Regions from separate parts of the Anser cygnoides genome. Here region 1 is linked to region 2. A link is a contact called in public Hi-C data. All regions are on one chromosome and are shown on one strand. Each heading gives the region's core, a stretch centred on a gene start, on an enhancer-like site or on the middle of the called end of the contact. The rest is flanking DNA. Distances are from core to core; before and after follow the strand shown. Region 1 holds the start of LPIN2 (lipin 2). Region 2 holds the start of TGIF1 (TGFB induced factor homeobox 1).

Region 1 (6,308 bases), core at 2,241-4,740, 160 kb before region 2:
CTTTAATTTGAAATTCCCTTGAAACATAGACACAAGAAAACATTAAATTCTTATTAAAAGAAGAAACGTTAATCCCCCAAAAGCATGGATAAGCTCTGTCCTCCAGTGTCTTTATATTCAGGCCTGACTTGGCACGACAGCTGTGTATCAAACCAGCCTGGCAACACCAACAGAAACACAAGCCCTGAAGTTACGATATACCTGAATGCTTGTGACAAAGGAGAGAGGGCAGCTAGGCAGAGTAAAAGCTCATTTTAAAGCAAAACATTCTTTGCAGCAGCAGCATTTTTCTATGCTTGAAGTAAGTTATTTTATTTATAATTCTTTAAACTCTGCTTACCTACAGAGGTATTTACAGAAATGACACTTTTGTGTTACTGTAGAGCTTTAAAATGTACGTTCAGTGACTTGTTAGAGTAGTTCAGTTGGAAGGGACCTTCAGCGATCATAGGGCGGCTTGGGTTGGACAGGGCCTTAAAGATCACCCAGTTCCAGCCCCCTGCCATGGGCAGGGATGCCACCCCCTAGATCAGGTTCATCCAACCCTGCCTTGAACACCTCCAGGGATGGGGGCGATCAGCCAGTCCAACTGCCTGACCTCTCATGGCCAACCAAAAGTTAAAAAGCATATTGCTGAAAGCATTGTCCAAATGCCTCTTGAACACTGACATGCATGTGGCATCAACCACCTCGCTAGGAAGCCTGTTCCAGAGTCTGACCACCCCGAAGGTAACTAAATGTTTCCCGATGTCCCGTCTGAACCTCCCTGGGCACAGCTCTGTGCCGTTCCTGTGCGTCCTGACGTCGGTTACCAGGAGCAGAGACCTTCCTCTGCATGTCCCCTCCCCAGGAAGCTGCAGAGAGCAGTGAGATCAGAAGTTCATGAAAGTACTTCTGATCAGCACTGCAAGATCTAAAAGTCATTGGGATACAGCATGCTACTTTGTTCCATTCTTAGAATTTGCCCAGTATTGCAGGAACACATCTAAAGCATGTATTTTAGAGTGAAATTTGATCACAAACGTACCACTCACTGGTTTGTATAAACCTGAAAGCTTTTTCACTGTGGATATATTTAACTTGCAGCACCAGATCTCACACCAGAAGCTATCCTTTCATCTCTTTCAGACAGTTACATATCAGGTGTTTGCAATTCACGACAAACAGTGATTAGAAGTTACTCCATGTAGAAGCCAAATCTATTTTACTAAAAGCAGAAATAGCAGTGTTATAATTCAGCTCAGATACTTGATGCTCACACACAAAGACACTGAAGAACTGACTCCCTGGTCTCCTACAGGTTGCAACCTTTCATTTAACTTCTTTTTTAAAAAAAAGAAAAAGAAGAAAATTCTGGAGTTTTAGCTACGTAAGAATCTTCGAGGAGAAAAAAAACACAATACCAAATGCAACTAATTTAATCTTTAGCTTTTATCAAAGTTCCCAGTGTGACTTGGAACAAAATCTTTTCAGCTTTATCTGAACTAGACGGCAATTTCTCAGAGACAGAGACATAAAAAAAGCATGTAGCGCAAAGAACGGCTCCTGTGTGCAGCCTCTGGGCTTCAGATACATAAGGAGGTGTCAAGTGCAAGAAGCACAGCTTACATTTCCCCATAACCGATCACGGCCTTACACAAGTGGGAAGAAATGCTGCAGGTAGGGAAAAAGGGCAAAGTTCTCTGCACTGCAATACAACAATATTTCGGATGTATGTTTGACTAGTACAGAATAACAAACAAGTAACTTAATTTTCTAACAATCCAAAGCATTAAGTTCCGAGAATAAGACGTGTTCAAACACCACTTTTTTTTTTTTTTTTTTTTTTACAGGCCATTGAAATAAACAAATATTTTGATAACTGAAAAGTTAGGCTATGAGCTTAACGATTAATACTGTAATTGCTTACTACAGCCTTTCAGCACTACCTATTCTTACTGTAGTATGAATAACGCCACATAATGGAGCATTTCAAACTCCCCAACATCCTGAGTTTATTTAGAAACTTCTTAACATCAGCTTCTCAGTTCTGTTATTCTACCATATAACAGTGATGTTTTTAAAGGACATCTCACCAAACACTCGCTTACTCCAATAAAACAGGATTTCCTTGATGTTTTTTCTAAGAGACAGTAGAATTGTTTACATTCCTGTATGTTCTGGGATGCAAAAAGCCTAGAGCAGGGGCTAGGAGAGAACTGACAGCTGTGGCTGGAGCTAGCTGCCTAGTATGCATACAGACCACAGTCATGTACGTACATACGTATGTGTGGGATTGCCAGGCCCACACTTTCAGTGACACAAACTGAAGTCACGCAGGGACTTAAGATTTTTTCATCTTAACTAATGAATACCTGTACATCCTTAAAACACAAACAAACCCACTCATTTTCCCTCTTAAAATCATAGAATCATTAAGGTTGGAAAAGACCTCCAAGATCATCTGGTCCAACCATCCCCCTACCACCAACGTCACCCACTAAACCACGTCCCCAAGCACCAGGTCCAACCTTTCCTTGAACACCCCCAGGGACGGTGATGCCACCACCTCCCTGGGCAACCGTTCCAACTGCTCTTTCTGAAGAGAAATGTCTCCTCATTTCCAACCTGAACCTCCCCTGGCACAACTTGAGGCCATTCCTTCTAGGCCTATCACTGGCTGTCTGTGAGAAGAGGCCGACCCCCAGTTCCCCACAACTCCCTTTCCAACATATTTTTCAAACATTAAGTGCTCAGTATTCAAAATTGGAGAGAGAGAGATTGGTGGGAGGGGGATGGTTGGACCAGATACGTTGGTGATCCTTTCCAGCCTCACTGATTCTATGATCTGTAGGACTGTCTGTCATCTTCCTCCCCTCCGACATGATCCTAAACAATGCCATATACCATTATGGGCTAACAAATCCTTTCTCACGACAGCTTTGGAATACTGTTCCCAAAAGATTAGGCACCGATGCACGAGAGAATTACGTTCACCACATCGGTCTTCTGGATGACAACGCACTACGTTCAAGCAGCACACCGCCTAGCTCAGCTCCGAGCCCCCGCTGCCTCCAGCACGTACCCAGTCACCGCTGGACGAGAGGAAGGAGCTCAGCCCCCACACAATAACCGCGATGGGCACCGGGCTGAAACTCCACCGCGCACACAAAGCCGGCAGCCTACTTCCAGCCGGTAAAACTTCACCCTCCCCTCCACCAGAAGCGACGGACAGGAAAATTAAATTAAAAAAAAAATAAAAATAAAAAGGGGGGAGTAGAACACCCCCCCCCCCCCCCCCCTTCCCCGCCCGCGTCCCCTCAGCGCCTCACGTTCCCCCCTTCCCCGCTTACCTCAACGGGGCCGGCGGCGGTCGGCACCGCAGGAGGAGGAGGAGGAGGAGGAGGAGGAGGAGGAGGAGGAGGAGGAGGACGAGGGGGGGGGGGGGGGGTGAAAGCGGCGCCGGGCGGCGGTTGAGGCGGTTGGCGCAGCGCGTGCACGCCCGTGCGCGTGCTCGCTCGGTCGCTGTGGCGAAGCTGGGGGGGGAGCGCGCGCCACCTCAGCGGCGCGGCCCCGCCTCGCCGCGGGGGTCACGTGACCGCGCGGGGGTGGGAGGGGCCGGCGGCGGTTGCGCGGCGGCCGTTGCCTCAGCGCTGGGGGGGGGGGGGGGAGCGCCGCCATGTTGCGTGCCCCGACGGGCGGGCGCTGTGACGGGCAGAGTCCCTCACTCGGCGTGCCCCAGAGCCTCTCGTTCCTCCTACACGTTCCTCAGGCTCTTTGACCGCCGTGTCCCGCTGCTGGCCCCTCGTGACAGGGGGTTGTTTCACGAGAAACACGGCTTTTGTGTGTGTGGGGGGGTGTTGGTACCTTCGCGCATCTCCCGCTGCATCCCTCTGTGGAAAGGCGGCGTGGTACCTGGGGTGGGCTGCAGGTGGCTTATTTAGTTATTCACGGCAGCACAAAATTGCCAAAGCCAACCGTGTCCAGCAGGACAGGTGTGTATTTCAGGTCCGCAGCTGCTTGGCCCATTTATTTTGTCATTTACGCTGCTGTTCAGTGAAGTTGCCTTGATTAGGTATGATTATGATTCCAAGTATTGCCCCGAGGCCCAGTTGGTACTGATACACATACTAAAACAGGGTAATCTCACCCAAAACTGTACTAAAACAGGATAATCTCACCCCAAACAATCTGCAGTATAAACAAGAGAAGAGAGAAGTAGCATGGTTGGAAATAAAGCTCAGGTCTTCCAAATGATTTTAGTGTTATCACTATCCATCGTTGCCTCTTTATTTTAGTGTACTTTTTATTTGTTTACCAATGGCTTTTTCATCTGTTAGTCCGTTGATTAGATTTCTGCTTTGCTCCCACCTTGGTGTTGGAGCCATTCTGGGCTCTCACATATGTTCTGTATGGCTGTCACATAAGAAATCAGGCTGATTAACAACCCATTCAGTGCAGCTGACAGAGCCTCCTCAAAAATCTTTTGTACCAGTCCTACAAACAGATAAGAAGGTTCTTTTATTCATCTGTACGTCCTGGTGCAAGCTGCATAAAAAATTATAGAAAGTTTGCTTATTTGCAAATAATATATTTAAATCCCTTCGAGCATGGAGCTAAAATGTCTATCCCCGCAATACATGCGGTGCGTTTTTTCAAAGCAAACAGTCCTTGGAAGAGGACGCAAACACTGAGTTACATGGATAGAGTGACAATATATTATACATAGGTAAAAAGTACGGAAGGTCAGATTTCACACCTGTCCATTTTGATTATGTTGTAAATTCAGAGTCAGCTTTGGAACACTTTCTAGGGCGCTGGGTATGAGGACGCAACACAGATTAATGGAGCAATTTTCCACCCTTCAGTGCAAGCATGTTCCAGCTGCAGCAGTTTTCTAAGGATGCCTCCCATTTTATAATAGAGTCATAATAACCTAGCCATCTTAGCATAACATCTGCCACGAACACATAGTCTGTGCTTCAGCAAAAAAGGCAAAGCATTCATAATAGGGCATTTCCCTTCTTTACTGTGTTCCTTATTTGGCACGTTAGTTCCTCAGTTTCTGAGGGTAACTGCATCAGAAGTTGCTCAAACAATATTTTCATATGTGTTTCCATGATCTTATCTTTGCCAGTCATAACACCAAGTGATTTCTCAGCTGAGGGGGTTCTCCTTTCCAACACCAGCCAGGACAGTTTGCAGGGAGGTAAGAGGTAGGGGGATAAATTTATCGTATGTCCTCAAATATCAGATTTAAGCCAGATCCTATTATAAAATTAAGCTTAATTCAAAAGCATGCCAGCTTCTTAGCTGACAGAAAAATCTTGACTTGAAAAGGGGTAGCAAATTGGTAAGTCATGCTTTTGTATTTCAGACCTGGAGAAGGAGCTTCTGATTAAAGGGGTATTCATTCAAAAACACAATGTTTTCCCCTTAGGTAATCTTTTCCATTCCAAAATTATCATCTCCAGACAACCAGAAGGTCTGAAGTAGACAGCCTTCATTATTCTCCTTTTATGTTCTCCACTCTTTTGCGCTTAAACACAGAAAATTAAAATCAAGCTGTAAAGATGGCTTTCATTTTCTGCAGCTGTATTAAGAGAGATTTGTTTCCGTTCTGGCTGCATGGGGCTACACACGTACTGGTGTAGATAGGATCTCTCTATATCTGTATCTCTGTGTGATTTGCAATCCTTGTTCAACCATAACTCACCAGTGGTTAAACCAGGGCCTCCAGGCCATGACAGACACGCCACCTCATTTATGCTTATTTTGCCATTTCACCACAAACGCTGCTGTTATTTTTCCCCATCAGGGCTCCTCTACCAGCCACCTGAGCCACCAGATGTTTAATCACACCAGTAGTCCCACTGCAGTTGATGGGCTTGTTTGCTGGTTTGGGCTCTTTGGCTCAGTCAGCACAATCAGCTCAAGTCTCACGTGAGCAACATTTCTCCATTCTTTGTCAATCATTGGCAGGTGTTTCATAAACCATCTTCTGATATGGACATGGTAGATATCCTTATCTGGGCTAAAATCACAGCCTAATTAAGTAGGAGTTTGTATTCTACTGCTGTTAGCGTGAGTGATGGAATAGTAAATGGAACTGACTGTAGCAGATAGGGTGGGTGGTAGGAGATGAAAGTTGGGGAAAGAAAAGAGGAAAGATGTTGCATTTGAAAATGTGCGGAAGGAGAAAGATTACAGGAAAGACATCCCGCAAAATGAAATAGGAAGTGAGACGAGGAGAAAAGTCAGCAGAATGCAGTTGCAGCTGAATCTGGTGCTTTCCTTCCTCTCCTTGCTATCAGTCTCTTCCCCTCACT
Region 2 (6,941 bases), core at 948-3,447:
GAAACAGAAAACCATGGAAAGTGGTGTATTTTCTTACATACCAACTGCTTCTGCCCGCAAGCAGCAGCCAGTGCCAACATTCACCATCAACTTATGAGCCACCAGTTTACTGAACTCACTCAAAAATCGAGTCATTCTCTACCCTTAAATTCCAGCTCAGAACAAGCAATGAAATCACCTGTTATGGTTTTAGACACCATTTTCTTTCAAGCTTGTTTACTGTTACAGAAGGCTACAGCAGTTTTCTTCCAACCACCCTACGTTTTGGCAAGCTTTATCCACCCTAGAACCTCCAATATGTATCTCCAAGTGCTAAACGACATCAGAGTTTGTAGACAAACCCCACGTATTGCCCCACCCTGACAATAAATGAAAACTGCACAAGTCCACTTTCTGTCTTTCCCCCCACAATACTTGCACCCACAAAGTAACTTGCCAAAAAAAAAAATAAATCACTTTTCTACTCATGTTGTACCCAGGGAACTAGGCACAAAGACTTGCTCGTCTGGGGTCCTCTGGTTCTAGCCCGAGGGACGCAGACCTACCCTCCTGCTTTTTACAGCCTGTCAGCTTTGAAAGCAGCCATGTGCTAAGTCAAAATCAATTTTCCCCTTTGAGTAAATTCCTCAGGACCAGCATTCCAGCGGCGTTAGAAAGGCTGTTCCTAACGCTCTTAAAAGTGAGTTTAAGCTCAGTGTGAGAGAAAAGCCTTATTCTTCCCCTCGTAAAAATGACCTCACCAAAGACCAAACAAAAAGGGGGTGGGGGGGGTATGAGTTTGGTTCACAAACTTGCCAGGAGTCCCAAGGACAATAAACAAGCGTGAGCCGGCTCGTACGTAGAGGGGAAAATCTCTTCAGCTCCCTGACATGTCTTTTGTTAACTTCCCGTAATTACTTCTTTGGCACGACCAAGCCTTGGGCGCTCAAAACACCAGCCCGAAGAGTCAGCTCTCACAGCTGTGAAGCAGGACTTTTAAAAACAACCATCACAGAAAAAAAAAAATAGTAATATTTTTTTGAAAAAAATAAAAAAATCGCTCTCACACGCCACCTATGAGTCACCGCTCCCTCCAGAGACACAACTCGGCTCTCAGCGTTAAAAATACCGGAGCCTTTTCCTTCCGCGCTCCTACCGTACGGGGAAGGAGGGAAGGAGGGAGGGGAAGGGCGGCGGAGCGCTGCCCCCATAGCCCCCCGGCACCGAACGGGGACAAAATGGAGGCGGCGGGAACGGGGCTCGAAGGGCGCGCACCCCCCCCCCCTTCCCTCCACACACAGCGGCCAGCGGAGGGCGGTTGGCGGGTAACGGCGGGTAACGGCCGGTAACGGCGGGTAACGGCCGGTAACGGCCGGTAACGGCCCGGCGCTGCCCTGAGGTACCGCAGCCCCCCCGGCCGGCCACCAGCCACCAGCCCAGCCCGGGGAGAGCCGCCAGCCCCGCGGCGGGGCCCCGTTGACTGCAACTGCTCAAGAGCCGCACGTGCCCCCCGTTCAGGATGTAACAGCTGTTTTATCTCCGGCTAGGTCGCTGTAATTACGCTATATAAAAATAGTTACGAGGTGCCGGGGAGGGCTCGCTGTTAAAAAGCGCCGTCGCTTCCTCTTCTGCCGTGAATGCGCGTTTGTGTGGACGGCCGAGCCGGAGGGCGGGGGGGGGGAAGCGAGCCCTGTTTTCGCCGTAGGAATTTATTATTTCATCAGCCGCTTAAAGCGCTCGCTCCCAGCCCGACATGCCTGCCCCTGCGCCTCCTCGCTCACAAACAAGCGAGCACGTGGCTGCGCGGCACTAAAACAAACACACGCACTGCCCTGCACAAAAACACACCACATCCGCACGCCTTTCTTTTTTTTTTAATTTAAAGGTATGACGGCTTGTTTTACTTTTCACACTAACTCCCCCCGTGCGCAGCCCCCCCCCCCCCGCCCGGAGTTTCGCCTTCGGGGGTGCGGGCGAGCGGCGTGAGCGGAGCTGGCGCTGCGGGGCCGAGGGCTCCCGCATTTCTCTCGTCTGGGAGAGAAAATAAACTGTTGCTGCACCACGTGCTGGCAGCGATGAGTCAAGCTGTGAGACTTTTCTTTCAAGCCGTGAGCATGTGTCACGGCAAGATCCAGCGGGCCGGGAGGGGGGGGAGAAGAAAAAAAAAGGAGGGGGGGGGAGAAAACAACCACCTTTTGTAAAAATAACCCCAGAAAGGGGACGCGCCTTGGCAGGGAGGGGGGCTCCTGCTCCTGCCGTACACACTCTCCTTTCTTCTCCTCTCTATTCACGCGCAGGAGTGGGTGGTTCATCCGGCAGCAACAGGAGGAGGCTAGTCAAGGGCAGCTGTCAAAATCTCCCCCCCCCTCCCGCTCCTCGCCCCCTTCTCCTTCCAGTTTAACGATCAAACGGCTGCCTGGAAGAAAGGGAGGCACGGAGGGCTGCGTGCGGGTGCGGGGGGACCCCCCCTCGGCCCTCCCCTCCCGCCTGGCGGAGCCGCAGCAGCCGGCAGGGGAGGAGAGAGGCGGCCGGGAGGAGGAGGAGGAGGAGGAGGCAGCGCCGCGAGTGCTCGCGTAGCTCCGGGTTACTCTTACTCACTGCTGGAAGGTGGGGGAGGGTGCACTCGTGTACCTTTTCCTCCCGTGCCTTTTCTCACTTTACCAAGCTGGGGCCAATCACCGCCAGAAAGGAACAAAGGGACGGGGGGAGGGAAGCCCACCCCGGCCACAGCCGCCGCCAGCGAGCCCCCGGGGAGGCAGAGCCCCGCGGCTCCCGCTGACAGCACCGAGGACCCGGCCCGGGCGCCTGGCACCGAGCTCCTCGCCTGCTGCTGTTGCTGCTTCGTCCTCCTCCTCCTCCTCCTCCTCCTGCTCCTCGCCGAGTTTAAAAGGGGAGCAGCGGCCGGCCGGCAGAAACTTGGCTCAGCGGGCGGCTGCGCGGCGAGTCCGGCGGCAGCGGCGGCTCGGTCCTCGCCGTCAAGATGAAAAGTAAAAAAGGTACCTGCCTGCGGGGAGAGAGGGGGGGACCCCGCGCCCCTTCCCCCGGCGGGGGCGGCCGTGCTCGGTGGGCTGCCGAGCGGGACGGAGCCCCTCTGCCCCCCACCCCCCCGGACCCCCTCTGCCCCCCGGGGCCGCCCTCGTCCCGCCGCGGGCCGGGCTCGCAGCCCCACGCGGCTGCTGCCGGCGGCTGTCACGAGCCTGCCCCGCCGCCCGCTCCGTGCCGCGGCCAAGTTTTGTGCCCCTTCCCCGGCCGCCTCTCGGCGGTCTGGGCTGAGCTTAGGGGCTCGGATCGGCTCGGCACGGCTCGGCTCGGAGCGGGGCAGGCTCTGCCGGTCTTTGTCTGCAGCGTTGGGACGAGGGGCTGCGGGAACTTGCTGCTTTCTTCTGCCTTTACATCCCTTAAAAGAGGGCGAAGAAGTACAAAACTTTGCACGCGGTTAGGGTTAAAAGGAGGAGGAAGACGCACATACACCCCCCCCACCCCCCTTTGCAAAAACGAGGCTCTCTGGGTTTTCTTTGTGCTGTTTACGAAAACTTTGCATCGTGCTGCCCCTTCCCCTGCGCTGCCCTCAGCGCCCTCGGACCGCGCTTTGGGGCCGGGGGGAGGCTGGCAGCGAGCGGCTGCCCCACGGCTGTGATTCACCGCCTTCGGGTGTGCTCCCAAAGCGCTCCCAGGCCACCAAGTGCCCCGTGGCGGAGGGCCGGGAGGGGGGACCAGGTCGCTGCCCCGCACTCAGGCTCTTTTCCCCCACCGCTCCTTGTTGATGCCCCCGGAGCGGGCAGCCCATACGTGCAGGGCGATCCCCGCGGGGTGCTGGAAACGAGGTGCCCCCCCCGGAGGGTTTGTAGCCCTGGCGAGCGGCTTGGGGCTTGCACACAAAGGGAATGGGGCCACAAAGGCGCCCCCACTCTGCTCTTCCTTGGGGTGCCCAGCCCCGCTGTCCGCACCTGGAGGCACCCCCTTCGGGGGTCTCCGCCTGGGACCCTTAACCCCGCTGCAAGCAGCTATTTTTATTTTTTTATTTTTTTTTCTGTTGCGTGGTCTCACTGAATTAATTCAGCCCGGTTATTTTTAGGACATTCCTATGCTCCCTATTTGCACAGCAGTGGTGAGCTGGTTTCCTGTCTGCTGTTGCTTCCATTGTTCAGACTTCTCTCCCCGAGGGCAGCTGCTGGTTGCTGAAATACCAAAACTCCCTGCACTTTCGGCTGTTGTTCTTGCCACCCCCGAAATAAATGTGTGTGAAAAGTGCTGACGTCGTTTCTAGGTATGCGTGTGTGTGTGTGTAGGTCTTTGTGTGCGAGAGAGGGAGGCAGAGCTCCGCTCCCAGGGCTGCGGGTTTGGGGCTGGAACAATGGAAACCACGCAAGGTGACGGGCCCGGGGGGCTCCCGAGTGGGGCAGGGGGCCAGGGGCTTGCCTGGCAGAAAGGGAAAGGCGAGGGGACGGGGATGGAAACTTTCAACCAGGCGTTGGGGCTAGGGTGCCTTTGTTTTGTTCAAGGTTAGGCTTGTAGTTGTTTGGCACCTCCTGGCATTCGGGGCTGGCTCAAGAAGTTTCAAAGAATGACTTTGTTTCAGATTCCTTGCTCGCAGTCCTAGAAAAATCCTGTTTAAAGGAAAAAAAAATGTATAGCGTAGCCAAGTCTGGCTGGTTTAGAAGCAACAGAGCTCAAGCTGTGAAATGCAGAGGAAAACAAATAAGCTGGTTCCTCACTTGTGAAACATACTCAAAGGAAAAGTTTTTTTTTTTTTTTTCTTCAGTGGAAATTCCCTTATGCATTCCGTAATTCTTGGTTGCTTATGAATAATTCTAAACTAATTTACTTTTGTTGGGCTTTAACTTCACGTTAAACTTTAGTTCTTTTTTTTTTTTTTTCCTTTATCAGCCCGTGGGTTAAAACCCCGAGGACTGTTCTGTGGATGGTTTCATTTACAAATAATAACCTGATAGCAATCACACGGAACACACTCAGCTTGTTAATGAGCTGATTTAGAATACCGCCTTGCAAAGGCACAGGCGTACGTTCAAGTTTATACATGTGAGGAATCCTACTGAACTCGGTTACGACAGGATCGGGGCCTTAGATGGGAGCTAGTTCTGCTTATCCGTCCTCATAAAAATCCACCTTAAGTTCACAAAGCACCGACGGGGAGGGGTGGGAGCCTTTCCCGAAGGTGATCTTTGTCGGTTCCCTCTCTGGAGGGCAGAGATTGTTTCTTGTGGTATACTTTGTCCTGTTTTGAATAGCGATTGGCCTGTGCCACTTCCTCCGCGAGGCTCTTCCTCGACACAATGGGATGGTGGTGGGTTTCTTCCTGGTAGCCTGGATTTTTAGTTTGCTAACTCCCGTTTCATCTGCCTCAGCCTCTCCAAATGCTTTGCCCTCCCCCTCGAGTGTTTCAGCGTGCCTTCTTAGGGAGCAGTAGTTCGTTTTGAAACCAGTTTCAGTCGTCGCCGTACTTTTTCCCAAGCTGTTCACGGCTGGGTGTGGGGCTCGGGATCGTGCGCGGGACCCCGGGTGTAATGTGCCCTGAGCTGATTACAGGAGGACCCGTAAAGTCTCCTGGCTGCGATGCCATGCAGCGCGGCGTTCAGTCGTGTATGTGACTGCAGCTGGGAAGCCGGGAGGATAAAGTAATTTATTAAGGAGGGATGCTGATCGTGCAGTCCGTGAGTCAGTGGCACGGACCGCTTGTCTGTGGCAGCGGAGACCTGGGGCTGGGACCTCTGCGAGCGAACTCGTGCTGCTTTGGTTTAGTCATATAAAAACAGCTCTTCTGTTTAGATTAAACATGTTTAGGAGAGGACGGAGCGTAACCTGACGCTAGCCTGCTTTTCAGATGACATAAATTAGGAGGTCAGCTGGGGCTACTCGGCATGTCCGCGGGCCTTTAGTCTGGGTGTAAATAACAGTAAGCCAATGGTCCAGTGGTGGAGCCCGGCCAGAAACCTTTTCAGTTGGGCCCTGTTAAAACAGGAAACCAGCAACGAATAGCCTGATTACTAACACGGAGGAAAAACAAAGCTGGGTTGTAATCAGCAGGAATGCTTTAATGAAAACAGAGCCTTGACAGCAACAACGTGGCTCCCGCTCTAGTAAAAAAAAAAAAATATCAGCTGGGGCCGTGCGAGATTTGTAGCCAGGACTTCCTGTCGCTGCGCCGCACGGGAGTATCTGCGAGCGGTTCAGAGGGCTGCTGCTCTATTTAAATGAGGAGAAGTTGTAACGCTGGGTTTCCTGCTGAACCCGAACCTGCTCCGTGTCACCAGCTCACCCTGTCAATTAATGTGACACGCCGAGCAAGCCGGTCAAAGGGCAGCTCCGCCGTTGACTCATTCCTTGCTAGGTAAGCTACGGTTAGTCAGACGGCAGCTTTTACTTCAGAAGTGCCGAGGCTGAAGATCGTGTTTGCAAAACACGGAGAGCTTTTCATGCTGCTGGCTTCCAGGCAGTTGCTTTGCCACTTTTTCGGGTGGAAAAGAGCAACAGTTTTGTACGGAGTTTTGCTGCCGAGGCAGTTTTCTCTAAGTCAGTGAAGCTCCAGTGGAGTGCTTCGGCTGCGCGCTAGGTCCTGGAGAGGTCATGCCAAGTGGGGTGGTGATGCATGGCTGGAGGACTTCTCGTTACGCCACGTAAATATGGCTCACAAACTGCTAGACACCTCATTTTCTCCCAGGAGTAGTTTCTTTGGCTCCTCTCCCTTCTTACTTCCAGTCTTCACTGTTTGCCTGTCCCTGTCTTCCAAAGTCCTGCCTGTTAAATTCAAACACAAACAAAAAACCCAACCCACTGAAGTGCTGCAACGCTTCTAGTTTCAGACAAACAAGAACAGCGCATTTGAAAACAGTTGTCTGAATAATCCAGGCTAGTTTTAGCTAGTTTTAGCACTCGATTTAGAAGCTGCTTTGCAGAGCCATCACGTTGTCTGTGAGTGATCTTTGTTCCAAGAAGTGCTCCAG

The links. A called contact is a pair of places that touch in the nucleus more often than the background predicts.
Region 1: a contact with region 2 is called in a Hi-C map of liver, with 1.8 times the contacts expected there. The contact joins the promoter of LPIN2 here to the promoter of TGIF1 in region 2. A contact is called at or near these places in 2 of 7 Hi-C or Micro-C datasets (both in liver).

What each region holds. Positions count from the first base shown.
Region 1 is chr2:111,930,006-111,936,313 of Taihu_goose_T2T_genome, reverse strand. It overlaps LPIN2 (lipin 2), which reads right to left and starts at 3,490. Exons shown (of 20, transcript XM_066992825.1): 1 at 3,333-3,490.
Region 2 is chr2:111,764,837-111,771,777 of Taihu_goose_T2T_genome, reverse strand. It overlaps TGIF1 (TGFB induced factor homeobox 1), which reads left to right and starts at 2,197. Exons shown (of 6, transcript XM_066992815.1): 1 at 2,197-2,975. The coding sequence starts at 2,960. It overlaps LOC106034949 (a long non-coding RNA gene), which reads right to left and starts at 1,263. Exons shown (of 5, transcript XR_010829625.1): 1 at 1,047-1,263.